2 separate regions of the Hordeum vulgare genome follow, and region 1 is linked to region 2. The links are chromatin contacts, called in public Hi-C maps. All regions are on one chromosome and are shown on one strand. Each heading gives the region's core, a stretch centred on a gene start, on an enhancer-like site or on the middle of the called end of the contact. The rest is flanking DNA. Distances are from core to core; before and after follow the strand shown.

Evidence for each region. Hi-C and Micro-C count contacts between places; a contact is called where the count stands out from the background.
Region 1: a contact with region 2 is called in a Hi-C map of seedling, with 4 times the contacts expected there. The contact joins the promoter of LOC123425593 here to the promoter of LOC123429816 in region 2. A contact is called at or near these places in 2 of 6 Hi-C or Micro-C datasets (leaf and seedling) and 1 of 1 datasets of contacts at active chromatin or transcription factors (embryo).

Annotation. Positions count from the first base shown.
Region 1 is chr2H:146,162,778-146,167,393 of MorexV3_pseudomolecules_assembly, forward strand. It overlaps LOC123425593 (importin-5-like), which reads left to right and starts at 1,690. Exons shown (of 20, transcript XM_045109283.1): 1 at 1,690-3,013; 2 at 3,325-3,528; 3 at 4,579-4,616. The coding sequence starts at 1,760.
Region 2 is chr2H:145,979,424-145,984,118 of MorexV3_pseudomolecules_assembly, forward strand. It overlaps LOC123429816 (beta-hexosaminidase 2-like), which reads left to right and starts at 1,294. Exons shown (of 2, transcript XM_045113801.1): 1 at 1,294-2,164; 2 at 2,284-3,453. The coding sequence starts at 1,357. The coding sequence ends at 3,227.

The DNA.
Region 1 (4,616 bases), core at 440-2,939, 180 kb after region 2:
CCACCCACCGAAACCACAAACCAAACCTAGTGATTGAGCATCACTGAAAAAGTTGTTCCTGTGTGGGACTGAAGCCTTTTACCTTTGAGGACTGTGCATCCTCCAGACGGTTAGGCGTCATGGTCTAGAGCAATCGAGCAGTCAATTGTGGATCGCCGGGTGACCGAGTTTGTGAGGGTTTGGAAGTCTGCCCTGAAGACTTACCACGAGTGTTGGACGAGGACTGTGTGTCCTTAGCTCAAGGAGAATACGGTAGAGACTGTGTGTCCCGGGACTGGGTGTCCTTTGGTTTAAATACCAAGCCGCTCCAAACCAGATGTACAACTGTCACAGCAGTTGGAACTGGGTCATCAACAACAGTCTTCACCAAGAATCGGGTTCTAATTCCTCAACTCTTTACATTCTCTGTATTATGTGTTGATGACATTCACTGCGACTGTTTGAAGAATTTGCTGAAGACTTTCTGTGAATTTCCTCAACCCCAAATTCTTCACTTGAGTTAATCATCATCTGTATTCTGCGTGCCTGCTTATTGTGCAATCTGTTTTCATAATCTTCACTCTGTAATACTGCTGTCTTGAACGATTGCACAACTGATCCTTAACTGTTTCCGCTGTAAGTTAGTCATCTGTGAGGAATTTCCTCAGTGATGAAATTCTAAAAATCTCCTATTCACCCCCTCTAGTCGATATAACGCTCTTTCACACGTACACTATGACTCTGGGTTTGGAGTGCCATGAGGCTCCCGGACAGGCGCCAACGATAGAAGACGACTTGGTGGAATGGTGCTCCACACGGGTGGGGACCCATTGTACACCGAAAGACCTCAAGGCGATCATCACTTTATATTTATGAGTATTGTGAAAGCATCACAATGCAATTGTTTTTGACGGCGAAACACCACCATTTTAAACAACACTGCGCAACATTGATCGTGAAGGTCGCGTGTGGAAGTCGGCGGACCTGCTTAAGGATCACCTAAAGTTCCTTTTTAGTGAATTATATAGGCAGGTTAGTGACGAATAGTTGCTTTTATTGCAGCGTAGCGTGAATGATGTGAGGCTCTTCTAAGCCTAGTAATGATGTAAACTTTGTAGAGGGGCTCTTCACCCTCTTTTTTCTATAAATCATGATATTGCACGCTCGTGTATTTTAGGTAAAGGAAATCCCCAAGCTAGCCATCTACGAGGCGCCAGTTGTCTTCCCTGTCACCAACCACGCGATCAATCATGACGCTGCGTGCGATGGAACCTGGCCGCCTGGCTGTACCCATCAATGGCCAATCACTCCCTTCCATTCCATCCCCAGCTCACCTCGCGCGCAGCACGGCGGCCTCGCTGCAAGTAGGGAGCGCGCCCCGAGAAGCAAATCCCAGGAAGAATGAACGAACGAAATTCATCCCAGTTCCCAGACGCGACTCGACTCGACTGGACATAAAACCGAGGGAATAATCAAAAGCAGCGAGGCAGGCAGACAGGAGTAAGGAATCCCGCGAAACCGTCCGAACCCAAACCTCTCCCTCCCGCCCGGACCGGACCCAATCCAGCTCGACCCGCCCAACCAAACCAAACCAAACCAAACCCCTTGCTCCGTCCTCGTCTCCTTCTGCCCCACCACCGAGCGGCCGAGCCGCACCTCCCCAAACCCTACCCATATATTATTAAACCCATCCCGAGCGCCCGTCGCGTCCTCTGTCCACCCTCCCTTCCACATTCCCGCCGCCTCCTCCCGCAAAAACCCTAGCCGCCGACCCGATCCGATGGCGTCCGCCGAGGACCAGGCCGCGGCCGCGGCGCTGCTGGGCGGCGACCCGGCGGCGTTCGACGCGCTGCTCTCCACGCTCATGTCGGCCTCCAACGCCGACCGCGCCGCCGCCGAGGCCGCCTTCCACCGCCTCCGCGGCTCCCACCCGGAGCCCCTCGCGCTGCGCCTCGCCTCCTCGCTCGCCGCGCCGGCCACCCCCGCCGAGCTCCGCGCCATGGCCGCCGTCCTCCTCCGCAAGCTCCTCTCCCCGACCTCCTCCTCCGACTCCTCCGCCGCCGCGCCGCCCCCGCTCTGGCCCCTCCTCTCCCCCGACGGCCAGGCCGCGCTCAAGGCCCACCTCCTCGCCGCGCTCCAGTCCGACCCCCCCAAGCCCATCGCCAAGAAGGTCTGCGACGCCATATCCGAGCTCGCCACGCTCCTCCTCCCGGAGAACACCTGGGCCGAGCTGCTGCCCTTTCTCTTCCGCGCCGCCTCTACCCCCGAGGCGCCAAACCTGCAGGAGTCGGCGCTGCTCATCTTCGCGCGCCTCGCCGATTACATCGCCGAGTCTCTCCTCGACCATTTGATGACCATCCACAACCTTCTAGCGTCTGCCCTGGCGCACCCGACGTCGCCTGACGTTCGCATCGCCGCGCTGAGCGCCGCCGTCAATCTCGTTCAGTGCCTGCCCACTAACTCGGACAGAGATAAGATGCAGGATTTGCTGCCTGCCATGATGAGGGCGCTCACGGATTGCCTCAACTCGGCCCAGGAGGCATCTGCGCAGGAGGCACTGGAGCTGCTTGTCGAGCTGGCTGGTGCAGAGCCAAGGTTCCTGCGGCGACAAATTGCCGATGTGGCAGGAGCAATGCTGCAAATAGCGGAAGCTGCACAGTTGGAGGATGGAACTAGGCACCTGGCTGTCGAGTTTGTCATTACTCTTGCTGAGGCCAGGGAGCGTGCACCAGGAATGATGCGCCGGCTCCCACAGTTTGTTGGCAGGCTCTTCCAAGTACTTATGCAGATGTTGCTTGATGTAGAGGATGACCCTTCCTGGCACACTGCGGAAACCGAGGATGAAGATGCAGGTGAAGGGAACAACTATGGAGTGGCGCAGGAGTGCCTTGACCGCCTTGCCATTGCCATTGGTGGGAATGCAGTCGTGCCGATTGCATCTGAGCTGCTTCCACAATATCTTTCTGCTCCAGAGTGGCAGAAGCACCATGCTGCGCTCATCACGCTTGCACAGATTGCAGAAGGATGCGCAAAGGTTAGCCTAATAACCCTGACCTTTTGATTACCTTTGCAATAGTTTGTTACTTCAAAACCTCGTTGCAATGCTTAAAAGAAATGTCCATTCATTAACATTGCTGAACTAGAAATCAAGTTAGTAATATGGAAACAAGATAGTGGTTCCATACTTTTACCTTATCCCCTCATTTACAAATTCTGAGTTGCCATGCCTGTAAAACATTTTCGCTTGCATTATACCACAAAAATGTGTTTCCTTCTATCATTTTTGCAAGTAGGAAATAACCAAAGCAGATCATCTCCTCACCAATTGCTGTTTGTTGCCGTCAGGTTATGCTTAAAAACTTGGAGCAGGTGGTTTCGATGATACTGAATGGATTCCAACACCCTCATCCACGTGTGCGGTGGGCTGCAATCAATGCCATCGGTCAGCTGTCTACAGATTTGGGCCCAGACTTGCAGGTTCAATACCACCAGAAGGTGCTGCCTGCATTGGCTAACGCCATGGACGATTTTCAGAATCCGCGGGTGCAGGCAAGTGTTGAAATACTAGCATCAAACTCGATCAGTTGACTCCGAAAATTCTTATTTTTATTTGTAATGAGTTTTTAAGTTTTTTTAGTGCTTATGTCGCTGAGAAACATACTTCCTTTATGCTCCAGACATTCTTCACCAGATAAAGAACTCAATCTATTTGTGCTCTAGTTGTAACAAATTATTAGGTATTCCTTTATCATGTTGAGATAGGTCACAAAAACATAAATCTCCTTTGTATTCTCTAGTTTTTTTGTGCTATCTGTTGTACATTTGATACTTTGACACCAATCTTGCTAAAGCACATCTAGATGTGCCTTAAGTATTGCACATCTAGATGTTCATAAGTACTGCACATCTAATAAGTTCTATGCCATTGATTTTAGGGGGGGATCGTGCGGCTATTTTCTTTTCTCTTTTTCTTTTCTTTTTTTATGTTTGCTTGAGTCACTTAGATGTTCAATAACTAGGACACATCTAGATGTGCCCTAGTCAGACCCGCCTTGACATTTACTTACCAAATGGTTCTTATCAAGTCTATGAAGTGAAGCATCTCAATGAAATGTGTCTCACACAACTATTGTGAAGTATGCTTCTAACTTGTAAATAAGCCTGTAGATAATAAATTTCATGTAAAAATTTCAAATTCTGGCCATATCCTTCATTTTTCTGGTTGGCTGTCCCCTTTGTATTTCCATCTTGATTAATATCAGTATTATTTTTTAAATATTTTCTGAATATTTTCCCGTGAATAACCTGACTGGATTTTGGATCCACAACAGAGAAACTGTTTCTAGGCGCAACAGAGAAATTGCTAAGCACAAGGCCTGCATGCAGTACTATATTAACTCACTAAGTCTCGTGTTTAGCTTACCGTGTTTTGAAACTGCTTCTTTTTAATGTTTTGCATGCATTTTGCTATCATTCTCTTGAACTTCATTGTACTTCTGTTATTGCCAAGAAATTTTGCACACCTATGTGTATTATGCACATCAGGGTTTAATTACTAATCTAATATTGATTTATTGTGTCTACTATCTTTCTCGACAGGCACATGCTGCGTCTGCAATCTTGAATTTCAGTGAGAA
Region 2 (4,695 bases), core at 44-2,543:
AATTCAAGCATTTTAAGAGTTCGTCTCCAGTTGTGCATGCTCTCATCTGACAAACCCCCTCTGAACCATCCTAGCATAATATCAGAGGTTTTCACCTTATCCAAAACATGCAGAAACTCAGCATAAAATTACCAAACGAGAATGCCTTTTTTTAATAGCGTCAATTGTTATTGTAGTGCAAGTCGTTTGGGCCAAGCCCAAAATTCATAAAATGTTCAAAAAAATATTTATTTTAAAAATATTCCTTTTCAAACAAAATTTGAAAATTCATAAAAACAATACTTCTTAAAAAATATTACAATTTTTATGCATACATCAATTTTTTTTTAAAAAATTAACATTTAATCTTATCATCAACAATTATTAAAAATCCATATAAAAAATGATGCACAATAACACATGAAGCAAGTTTCGCAAAAAACAATAAAAAACTATTATTCAAAAAGTATTTATGGAAATTATGTTGTAGACACAAATGTCATTTCCAATCAAAAAAATTATTATCACAGAATAAAAAGATCCTTTTAAAAAAATAACAATTTGTCTTTTACAACAAATTAGAAATTTAACTATTATAAAAAAATTCATCCAGTTTTTATGTAAGTAGTACCTAAACATTTAACATTATTATACATATTTATTTTAATTAACGCCGCATAATAACACAACAAGCAGATTATATTTTTTTCTTGCCCGGTACAACGCACGGGCATTTGAACTAGTTAATAAAAAGTAGAACAGGAAGGAGCCCTTTTATATAAAGAAAACATCGTCCGTGAAGTACTTCCGCTAAAAAAAGCCAACCCTGGTTCGTCTGCCACCATATGGCTCATGCGTAATGCGCTCGAGCGCTACTGCACCAGCGACACCATTAAAATAAACCGACGTGTTACCGTGTTTACCTAGGATCTTACAATACAATCAGCAGGCCGTACACTGTCTGATTACGTCCGCCTTGTAGGAGTACAACAGTAATAAACTATTACTGCCGTTACAGCCGTTCCACTACATCTTTTGGGCCAAAGGAACCCAATAGAAAACGTGTACTTATCGCAGGCTGCCCGGCATACATAAACCAGAACGCCGGCATCGTAGATACAGTATGAGATAAAACGCCACGAAACCGTAGTTTTCAGAAATGGACGAACGGTAGAGCCAAGGCGCCCTGAAAAAGCCACTTGGAGCCTTGCGATAAGCGCGCGTAGATGACAACAACACGCCGAGCGATGCCGTTAATCACATAGCTAAGCTATGCCTTATATAAATCGAATGACACATAGATGCATACACCCATCCATCAAGCCATCTGCCAATCATACGCTGCAGCGGCACAGAGCAGCTCGAGCCAAACCACAAATGGCGGCGAAGAAGGGCCTTCTCGCCGCCGTCCTGCTCCTGTCCTTGCTGAGCTCGCCGCTGCCGTCCCGCGCCCAGGCATCGTCGTCGTTCCCCGTCAATGTCTGGCCCAAGCCGACGTCCATGTCCTGGGCGGAGCCCCTCGCCGCCATGCCGGTGTCCGCGTCGTTCCGCATCCTCGGGACGTCCGGGAACAACCCATACCTCGTCTCCGCCGCGCAGCGCTACACCGCGCTGCTCTTCGCCGAGAGGTACAGGCCCATCGTCCGGCCGGCGGTCAATGTCACCGCCGGGGGCCCCCCGCTCCAGAGCCTGTCCGTGTCCGTGTCCGACCTGTCCGCCCCGCTCCAGGACGGCGTGGACGAGTCCTACGCGCTGGAGATCCTCCCCACGGGCGTGGCCACCGTCACGGCGGCCACGGTGTGGGGCGCCATGCACGGGCTGGAGTCGTTCTCGCAGCTCGCGTGGAGGGGCCGGCAAGGGGAGCTGCTGGTGGCCGCCGGCGTGCGCGTGGAGGACAAGCCTTTGTACCAGCACCGTGGCCTGATGCTCGACACCGGGAGGACCTACTTCCCCGTCGTGGACATCCTGCGGACGATCGACACCATGGCGGCCAACAAGATGAACGTGTTCCACTGGCACATCACGGACTCGCAGTCGTTCCCCATCGAGCTGCCGTCCGAGCCAATGCTCGCGGAGATGGGAGCGTACGGTGAGGACATGAGGTACACCGTCGAGGACGTCAAGCGCATCGTCGAGTTCGCCATGAGCCGCGGCGTCCGCGTCGTGCCGGAGATAGACGCACCGGGTAATTTATAAGCACGCTATTCGGCCCTTTAAGCAATATTGTGCTGACACGGCCCAGTTTCTAAGGTAATACGGCCCAGTTGATGAAGGGGCTAATCTAATCTCTTGTGGTCATTTCAGGCCACACGGCGTCGTGGGCCGGCGCTTACCCAGAGGCGGTGTCGTGCGCGGGCAAGTTCTGGCTGCCGGACGCGAGCGACTGGGGCAGCAGGCTGGCGGCGGAGCCGGGGTCCGGCCAGCTGAACCCGCTGGAGCCCAAGACGTACGAGGTCATGTCCAACATCATCAACGACATCACCTCCATGTTCCCGGACGGCTTCTACCACGCCGGCGCCGACGAGGTCACGCCGGGATGCTGGAAGACGGACCCGTCGATCCAGGCGGACATGGAGAAGGGCGGCACCCTGAGCCAGCTCCTGGAGCGGTACGTCCGCGCGGTGCACCCGCACGTGGTGTCCAAGAACCGGACGGTGGTGTTCTGGGAGGACGTGCTGCTGGACGTGGAGGTGAACGTGAGCGCGTCGGCGATCCCGCCGGCGACGACCGTCCTGCAGACCTGGAACAACGGGGCCAACAACACCAAGCTGATCGTGCAGGCCGGGTACCGCGCCATCGTCTCCTCGGCCTCCTTCTACTACCTCGACTGCGGCCACGGCGACTTCGTGGGGAACAACAGCGAGTACGACGACCCCAGGAGCGACTTCGACACCAAGGGGGGCTCCTGGTGCGGGCCGTTCAAGACGTGGCAGCGGGTGTACGACTACGACATCGCGTACGGGCTGACGGCGGAGGAGGGCAAGCTGGTCATCGGCGGCGAGGTGGCGCTGTGGACGGAGCAGGCCGACTCGACGGTCCTGGACGCAAGGATCTGGCCGCGGGCGTCGGCCATGGGGGAGGCGCTGTGGTCAGGCAACCGCGACGCGTCCGGCAGGAAGCGGTACGCGGAGGCCACGGACAGGCTCAACGACTGGCGGCACCGCATGGTGGGCAGAGGGATCCGCGCCGAGCCCATCCAGCCGCTCTGGTGCCGGACCCGCCCGGGAATGTGCGACCTGGTTCGGTAAGGACCCGACAAGAAGCGGCGCGCGTGTACGCGGCCGTTGCGTGTGCCAACTCTCAGCATTACCCACCTTTTCATATCATATCAAACGTGTTTCCTTTCCTTTTTGTTGTGTGATTGTGCGGAGAATACTACCGGCAGTGCCATTTTTTGTCGATTTGTTCTTTGTTTGTAAATGTGAAGTGGACGGCATGTTATATTATCCAATGCGCAGTTGTGCCTTCTTCAAAGCCGGCCTTTTCATTGGACCCATTCGCCAAATGAGTTGCTTCTAGTACTGGCGATTGATTTCATTAAAGTAATGCCTAGTTGTTTCTGTCAATCAACTTCTGCTTTTTCCTCCGGAAGTTTCTTCATTATCGCTTAATTGCTTATTTCGCGATATCACATGGACAGTAGAGCTTTTTATTTTAGGAGTTTTTCCTAGTTGGTAATTTGATTCATATAGAATTCTTCTCTAAGATTTTTTTTTTGTACTATCTCTCATAGTATTTGTAGCATCCACTCAAACATTTTTGAAAGAATTCTTTATTTTTCTACTATGATGTAATCAAAGAACCCAAAATCATGTGGTATTGGGATGAACGTGATATTTCGATCCCATGTTTTTCTATTGCCGTATTTTTAGAATCCTACACATAAAAAAGGTACTTGTAATTGTTTAAATATAGTACGAGCTATAGGCCCATATGATGATTTTTGAAATCTCTCCACGTCCATGTGGGAAAATGACTAGATGATGTGGAAAGTATGGTCTCACCTCGGATTGGGAGAAGTAGTTGGATCTCCTTATAAGTGGTTTCGTTTCACATGCTATTGGAGCTTGAGTATGAAAGTGATTTCTGGGCGCTCCTCCTCCGTCGACCGCCTCGCCGGTCAGAAACGAAGAGTGTGTAATAGAGGCGCCACGAATTTAAAACGTCGGGTCGCATCTGCTCTACCTCCACGCGCACTCCATCCCGTAATATCATGTACGAGAGAGGGGTGATTATGTTTTTTGAGAGTTTCTTCTACATTATTGTCCTTGTCGTTCGTCTATGCCCATTACATCATCTATGTTTGTGTCACCTTCGTCATCATCATGTCCAACGAAACCGACCGACTTACTGCCGTCGAGGACGTCGTTGCCAGCACCGTCGCTATGGTTTCGTCATGGCCTACTAGAGGTATAACTCGTTTACTCCATTCATGATTCTTATTGTGTTAGCCATACCATCGTTATATGTAGATGATTCTACTGTTTGCGTAGTATGTGATTATGTAATTGAATGTCAATATATGTTTAGTACTGTCAATGTCATGCTCATGATTATTTTTTGAATTGAATTAACCGGAAAAATGCTTATATACTCAACAACAAACACATGGTAAAGCATGCATCCTTGCCAAAAAAACACTCACTAGCAAAGCCAACTCGAACGTGGATCATCAAAATGGAACTTCTTAAATGTCCATGAGGATAGGGGGAGGCA